Linked DNA regions of Macaca fascicularis: region 1 is linked to region 2. Evidence: chromatin contacts called from public Hi-C data. All regions are on one chromosome and are shown on one strand. The core of a region is the stretch at or near the end of the contact, and the rest is flanking DNA. Distances in the headings are between cores, read along the strand shown.

Evidence for each region. Hi-C and Micro-C count contacts between places; a contact is called where the count stands out from the background.
Region 1: a Hi-C map of skeletal muscle shows a contact between it and region 2, with 6 times the contacts expected there. The contact joins the promoter of RNGTT here to the promoter of PM20D2 in region 2. A contact is called at or near these places in 2 of 2 Hi-C or Micro-C datasets (liver and skeletal muscle).

The regions. Positions count from the first base shown.
Region 1 is chr4:86,408,273-86,411,363 of T2T-MFA8v1.1, forward strand. It overlaps RNGTT (RNA guanylyltransferase and 5'-phosphatase), which reads left to right and starts at 1,661. Exons shown (of 15, transcript XM_074037494.1): 1 at 1,661-1,836. LOC135970574 (a long non-coding RNA gene) reads right to left here and starts at 1,531. Exons shown (of 2, transcript XR_010586323.2): 1 at 1,152-1,531.
Region 2 is chr4:86,264,096-86,266,899 of T2T-MFA8v1.1, forward strand. It overlaps PM20D2 (peptidase M20 domain containing 2), which reads right to left and starts at 1,420. Exons shown (of 9, transcript XM_074037491.1): 1 at 1,339-1,420. SRSF12 (serine and arginine rich splicing factor 12) reads left to right here and starts at 1,501. Exons shown (of 6, transcript XM_065543745.2): 1 at 1,501-1,688.

The DNA.
Region 1 (3,091 bases), core at 411-2,910, 140 kb after region 2:
AAAGAGACTTGGGCCTAGGAGCAATATGGCAGAAACACACATCAGGCAAGTCATTCCTGACAGGCAGAGAGAAACTGCCTACTCATCGGGATGCCACTCTCTTATTCTACTCTCTATTGTGGGCAAAAGGTAGCCCCAGGGTCCTCCCAATTCTGTGGCACTGAGTATGGAGAGGGCATAACTGGATAGCTGAGTAAAAATCCAGTGCACATTGCTGCCTTACAGCCAATAATAGTTGCTCACCAGTGGTATGAAGCCTCTGTGTGCCTAGAACTGAGCTACTGGGTAGATACAGTGTGTGTGGGAAGGGGAGTCTCCAAGGGGAGTCATCCCCAGAAGGGGAAGGTAAGATACTCTTCCAGGATCAGGCTCACCTTTCCCATCCTTGAAGGGGGCTGGGGATGGAAGGTTTTATTTTTTTACCATTTTGGGCATGGTACACACTCTATCAGCAGAAAAGGGAATTAATAGGAGATTATTTGGGTAGACTGATGGCCTTAAAACAAACTGGGTATTATCTTGTTCTGTCAGGGGAGGAGTTGACACTTTCACTAACAGTTCTGAGCAGACGCAACAGCAGGACAGACCAGAAGTGTGACCTAACTCAGGCTGCCTCAGAGAGATGGCTGTCAGACTGTCTCTACTGATGGGACTCTTACTGAGGGGGTCCAGGCATTCAAGGGGTTGAGTTTCCCAGAAAGTTCCCCATCGAAGCTTTAAAAATGTATTCCCTGCAGCCTTATGCTCTTGCAGTTCCAATACAGCATTGGTGTTTAAAGCCAAACTACTTTATAATTGATTTGCCATCATCCAGCTTTATATTTAACACTAATTTAATCTGGTAACAAAGGAAAGGCTCGTTAAAGGACGGCATTCATAAAATGCTTCCAAGCACCTCTGCTTAACTCGAAGGGAAAATAAAAGGGACTGTTTATTTGGTAGGCAGAGGAGAACACCGCCACGAAACGGTTCTCCACTGAGCAACTCCTGCCTTTGTCAATTATACACATTATTTAGTAACTTTTTTGGAGACATGGACCTTCTCAAACTCCCCAGTATGCTTTGAAACTTTGATAAAGAAATGTACAAACAAAACTCTAAGTGTTCTGGAATTAATTTCAGACGCTTCATAGATCCTCGTAAGTACTCACCGTAAGAAAAATTCCCCATTTCTGGTACTCCAATCTCACGCCCTTAGAATTCTCCTAAGACTTATTCCCTTGAACAACTTTCCCTAATACCAAATCAAACCTAGATCCAGCTGGGACGCCAAGCTTGCGCTGTGGTAACGCTCAGAAGGCCTCCTTCATCAGTAAAACAGATGCCTTAATGGAAGTGACGGGCAATCAACGCATGGAAAGGGGCTTGGCTTCCCTCTTTTTTGGGTTTCTCTAGGTTGTCTAGATTGGAAAAAAATACACGCTTCGTCCTGCGGAGTTCGGTACAAACGCAATTGCACATATGCAAAGGCAAACCAGGAGCGCAAGTGCGCGTCCGGGGACCGCGACCGGGAGGGGCGGGGCCGAGCGGGGCGAGAGACGGACCGCTCCTCCCATTCGTCGCCGCCTTAACTCTTTGCTATCCTTCCGCAGAGCTTCCTCTTCTTTCCCTCTGACCTCGGAAAGAAGGGGGCGGGGCCTTCGGGGGCGGAAGTTGCAGTGCATTGTGGGTTCTCCTGGAGCGGTGGAGTTGATCCTGAATGAAAGTGGCGCGCTGCCCCTGACGTTACCCGGATTTGAGCGGCTGGAATTCGGATTACTGCTGCGATTCGGGTGTCTCGGACCCCGGTGCGCACCGGACCACGGGGAGGCGGCTGCAAAGGCGCGGCGAACGTTGGTGAGGGAGGGCAGCTCTGCGCAGCCCCCAAGACATGGCTCACAACAAGATCCCGCCGCGGTGGCTGAACTGTCCCCGGCGCGGCCAGCCGGTGGCAGGTAACCTGGACTGGGGGGTATTCGAATCCCCACACTCCAGCGTGCCCGGGGGTGGGCCGACTGAGGAGCTCAGCTTTTGGTGGTTCTGTGCCCGTTAGTGGTATTTCAGGAGTGGGATATGCTCCATCTGATTACGCTTCGTGGACGAATGTTTGGGAACATGAACGGGAGGGGATGGTCGGCGGATGGGGGGCACTTGTCACTATTCCTGCCAGGCTAACTGTGCGAATGTGAAGGTAGACAGTAGGTTGGTGGCAGGAGGTGAGGATCCAGGAATACAGTGGGCGTACTTTGAGTCTTAGTAGTTTGTGAACCTTTTAGGGTTCAACCTTCCCCTCGAATTAGAAGGGATGAGTGTCAGTCTTGAGATGGAGGAGGATAAGGAGGGAAGGGGCGGTTCCCAGCGGTGAAATGGGGTCACATTGAGACTGGGAATCTGGAGGGTGTTTTTGTTAGTTTTTTGTTTTTATTTTTTTTTGTGAAACAGGGTCTCTCGCTGAGGCTGGCGATCCTCCCACCTCAGCCTCCCAAGTAGCCGGGACTACAGGCTCCTGCCATCGCACCCGGCTACTTTTTTTGTTTATTTAATATATATATACACATTTATAATATATATATTTGAGACATAGTCTCTCTCTGCCGCCCGGGCTGGAATGCAGTGGCGTGATATCGGCTCCCTGCCTTAGCCTTCCAAGTAGGTGGGATTACAGGTGCGTGCCACAACACCTGGCTAATTTTTGTGTTTTTAGTAGAGACGGGGTTTCACCATGTTGGCCAGGCCGGTCTCCAACTCCTGTCCTCAAGTGATCCGCCCGCCTCGGCTTCCCAAAGTGCTGGGATTACAGCCGTGAGCCAGCACGCCCAGCCATAATTTTTTTGTTTATTTCTTGTGGAGACAGTTTCACTATGTTGCCGAGGCTGCTCTTGAACTCGTGGACTCAAGCGATGCTCCCACTTCGGCCTCCCAAAGTGTTGGGATTATAGGCGAGAGCCACCCTGCTTGGTCTGGTTTTTGTTTCTTTAAATCATTTTTCTTGTAGTTTTTTTCATCTTTATTGAGCTTGAATACAATAGGCTTTAAAGTGTACAGTTTGATAAATTTTGACTATATATACACAAATACATCTCTTTCCTAGGAAACAACCATGAAACCATCA
Region 2 (2,804 bases), core at 170-2,669:
CTCTCCAGCCTCATTTTCCAACTCTTCTCCAGCTTCATGCTTCTGTTTTGCCTCGTTTACTATATTGCCTCAAAGCCTTTGCACGTGCTGTTCCACTGCACTAATTACTCTTCTCCATTCTTTACCCATCTCTTCAAGACTTGCTCAGGGAACAGAAGTGACCCTCTAGCCTTGCTCATCATCCCACAATGCCCGCTCTCAGCAGCATATAGTTCTTTTCATAGCCCTGTATCATAGTCTGTATCTTTACCAGTGTGACTGTTAGATTCTGCCTCCTTACCAAATTCTAAGCTCCAGGGGAATAGGCACGATGCCAGTCTAGCCCTGTGCCTGCAGTGCCAAAGCAATCCCTTCTGAATGAAAGAATAGCCACCGTTCCAGTACAGCTGCAGACTGAGGAACCTCCACAGCCTCTGGGAGGGCTGTGAGCTAGAAGGGTGACCGTGACATGTATTCTTCAAAGCCTACCACTTCAGAGAGCGAAAAGGGGTACTCTTCACACTCAGGAGTTGCCTGGTTACAGTGCCAGCGCTGAGTAACAGGCTGTGCCTGCAGGCCACAGGAGCAAAGCGAACACAAGAGTCTAACTAGAAGGGAATGGGCTACAACATTTTGGGGGAATGGGGAGAGGGTAATTTAAATTTTGCTTAATTGTCCCCGCATTTTAACTGCTGTCTCCTACATCATGTATTCATTTGTACATTCGTTTGTCCCCCTCTCTAGAAAGTAAGCTCTGAGGGCGGGGCTTGGCCTGTTTGTTCATTGCTATATCCCACGCTAAGTGCCTGGTACATAGTAGACGCTCAATAAACATTTGAATGAATGTACTCACAGCTGAGTGTTATGTCCCAAGTGAATAAAGGATGAAGAATCATGTAATACTTAAAAATCCAACAGTCCAGGCGCGGTGGCTCACACCTGTAATCCCAGCACTTTGGGAGGCCAAGGCACGAGAGGCTTGAGCCCAGGAGTTCGAGACCACCTAGGCAACACAGCGAGACCCCGTCTCTATTAAAAAACAAATCCGAACAAAACCGAGACCTCACAGTTGGAAAGCTGAAAGCTCAAGACCAAAGGGGCAGGAGGCCTACCAACTGCCAAGGTCCTGGGCTGAGGACGATGCGCTGAGAGCCCAGGGGGTTGGGCGGGGGCGCGGTTGAACGCGGCTCTTACCGCCCCCACCTCCGCCCAGCCGCAGCCCCGCCACCACCTCTGGGTCCTCTAACCCCCGACGTCCCCGCCGCGGCCCCAAGCCCCCTCTGGCTTCCGCCCTCCTGACATACACTAGCCCCCGCCGCCCCCTCCCCAAATCCCGTCGCACTCCAGGACCCTCCATACCTGGATCCCACAGGGCCTCGGAACGGCCACGCTCCTGTCTTCGGGATTCCCGCGGTCCCCGGGCCGCGCCGGCCCCGCCCCCGCCCCCGGCCCGTGCGTCCAGGCTGGCGCCGCGCTGCGCCCCCCCTGCGCCGGCCTCTGCGGCTGCGCGCTGGCGGGGCTGAGGCCGAGGGGTGGGGGTCGCGCCGGGGGCCGGCGGAGCTCCTGTGGCGGCAGCGGCGGTAGCGGGAGACTGAGCGAGACTAGCGGCCGCTGGCACACCCGGAGGGAACAGAGGAAGCGGTCATGTCTCGCTACACGAGGCCCCCCAACACCTCCCTGTTCATCAGGAACGTCGCGGATGCCACCAGGTGAACGGCCGCGGCTGCAGGTTGGGGGCTCGGAGGAGGGGCGAGGTAACGGCCGCGCCGCGGAGCCCGGCCGAGGCCCGGCGGGGCTGCGCGGAGCCTCCCCGCGGGCCTAGGCTGCGCTGCCGGCGGAGGCGCCTCCCCGGGGGAGGTGTGAGCCCGCGGACTATTCCGCGGCCTGGGCGGGACTCGCGCCTCCGCCCTCTCGGCCAGCTTTCAGCCCCGGCGCCGCGCACATCGCTTGCCGGGCCCGCGCCGCTTTCCGCGCCTCAGCGCCGCAGCCGGCGGGCCGTGGGGCACGGGGCGCTCCTCTCCGGAGCCCAGATCTCTCCCCGCCTCGAGTCGGGAGGGTTTGCGCTCCAGCGAGTGCCCGCGTTTCAGCCCCTTTGTCGCCGTGCCCTGATAAAACCGCGCTTCCAACCCTCCTAGATGAAGAGGAATTGGAGCTGGTGAGAACGTACTGTACCATAATGCGTACTCGGGCCTTACAGTTTCTTTCCCCCGGTTGTGGTCTACTTACGGTGCTGCTTGCATTTTATTCACACAATTTTATTCTGCACACAAAAAATAACTTCAATGAATGAGATCGGTGCGTTTTTCTTTTAAAGTTCTGAGTCTAGTATTAACACCCTTTTTAATGGCTTGAGGGTAGACTCACCTGGTTGATCCTGATGCCCTACCCCTCTTTTGAGAATTCTGTCTACAGAGTGTCTGAACACATATTAAGGAATGACTTCTTCATATAGCACTTCCTTCCTTAATGGAGCTGGAGAAATTGGGGGCAGGGGAGAGGGAACTGTGTTAATAGACATTTTCATTTCACTGGGCTTACTTCATTTACTTCCCCCAACCTTTATACCTATGCAGTACTGTTTTATTGTATATAAGGGAGAGCGGAAGCTAAGCGTTGTAGTGATTTACCTGGGACTGACTAGACAGGTACAGATATATGGAGCTCTTGACTCCATACTCATCTGCGATAAGTATTATAATTTACCTTTGAGAAGTAAATAAATGTTACGTATTTTTTATTTTTTAGTTATTTATTTTATTTTATTTTATTTTATTTTATTTTAGACGAAGTCTCGCTCTTGTCCCCCAGGCTGGAGTGCAATGGCC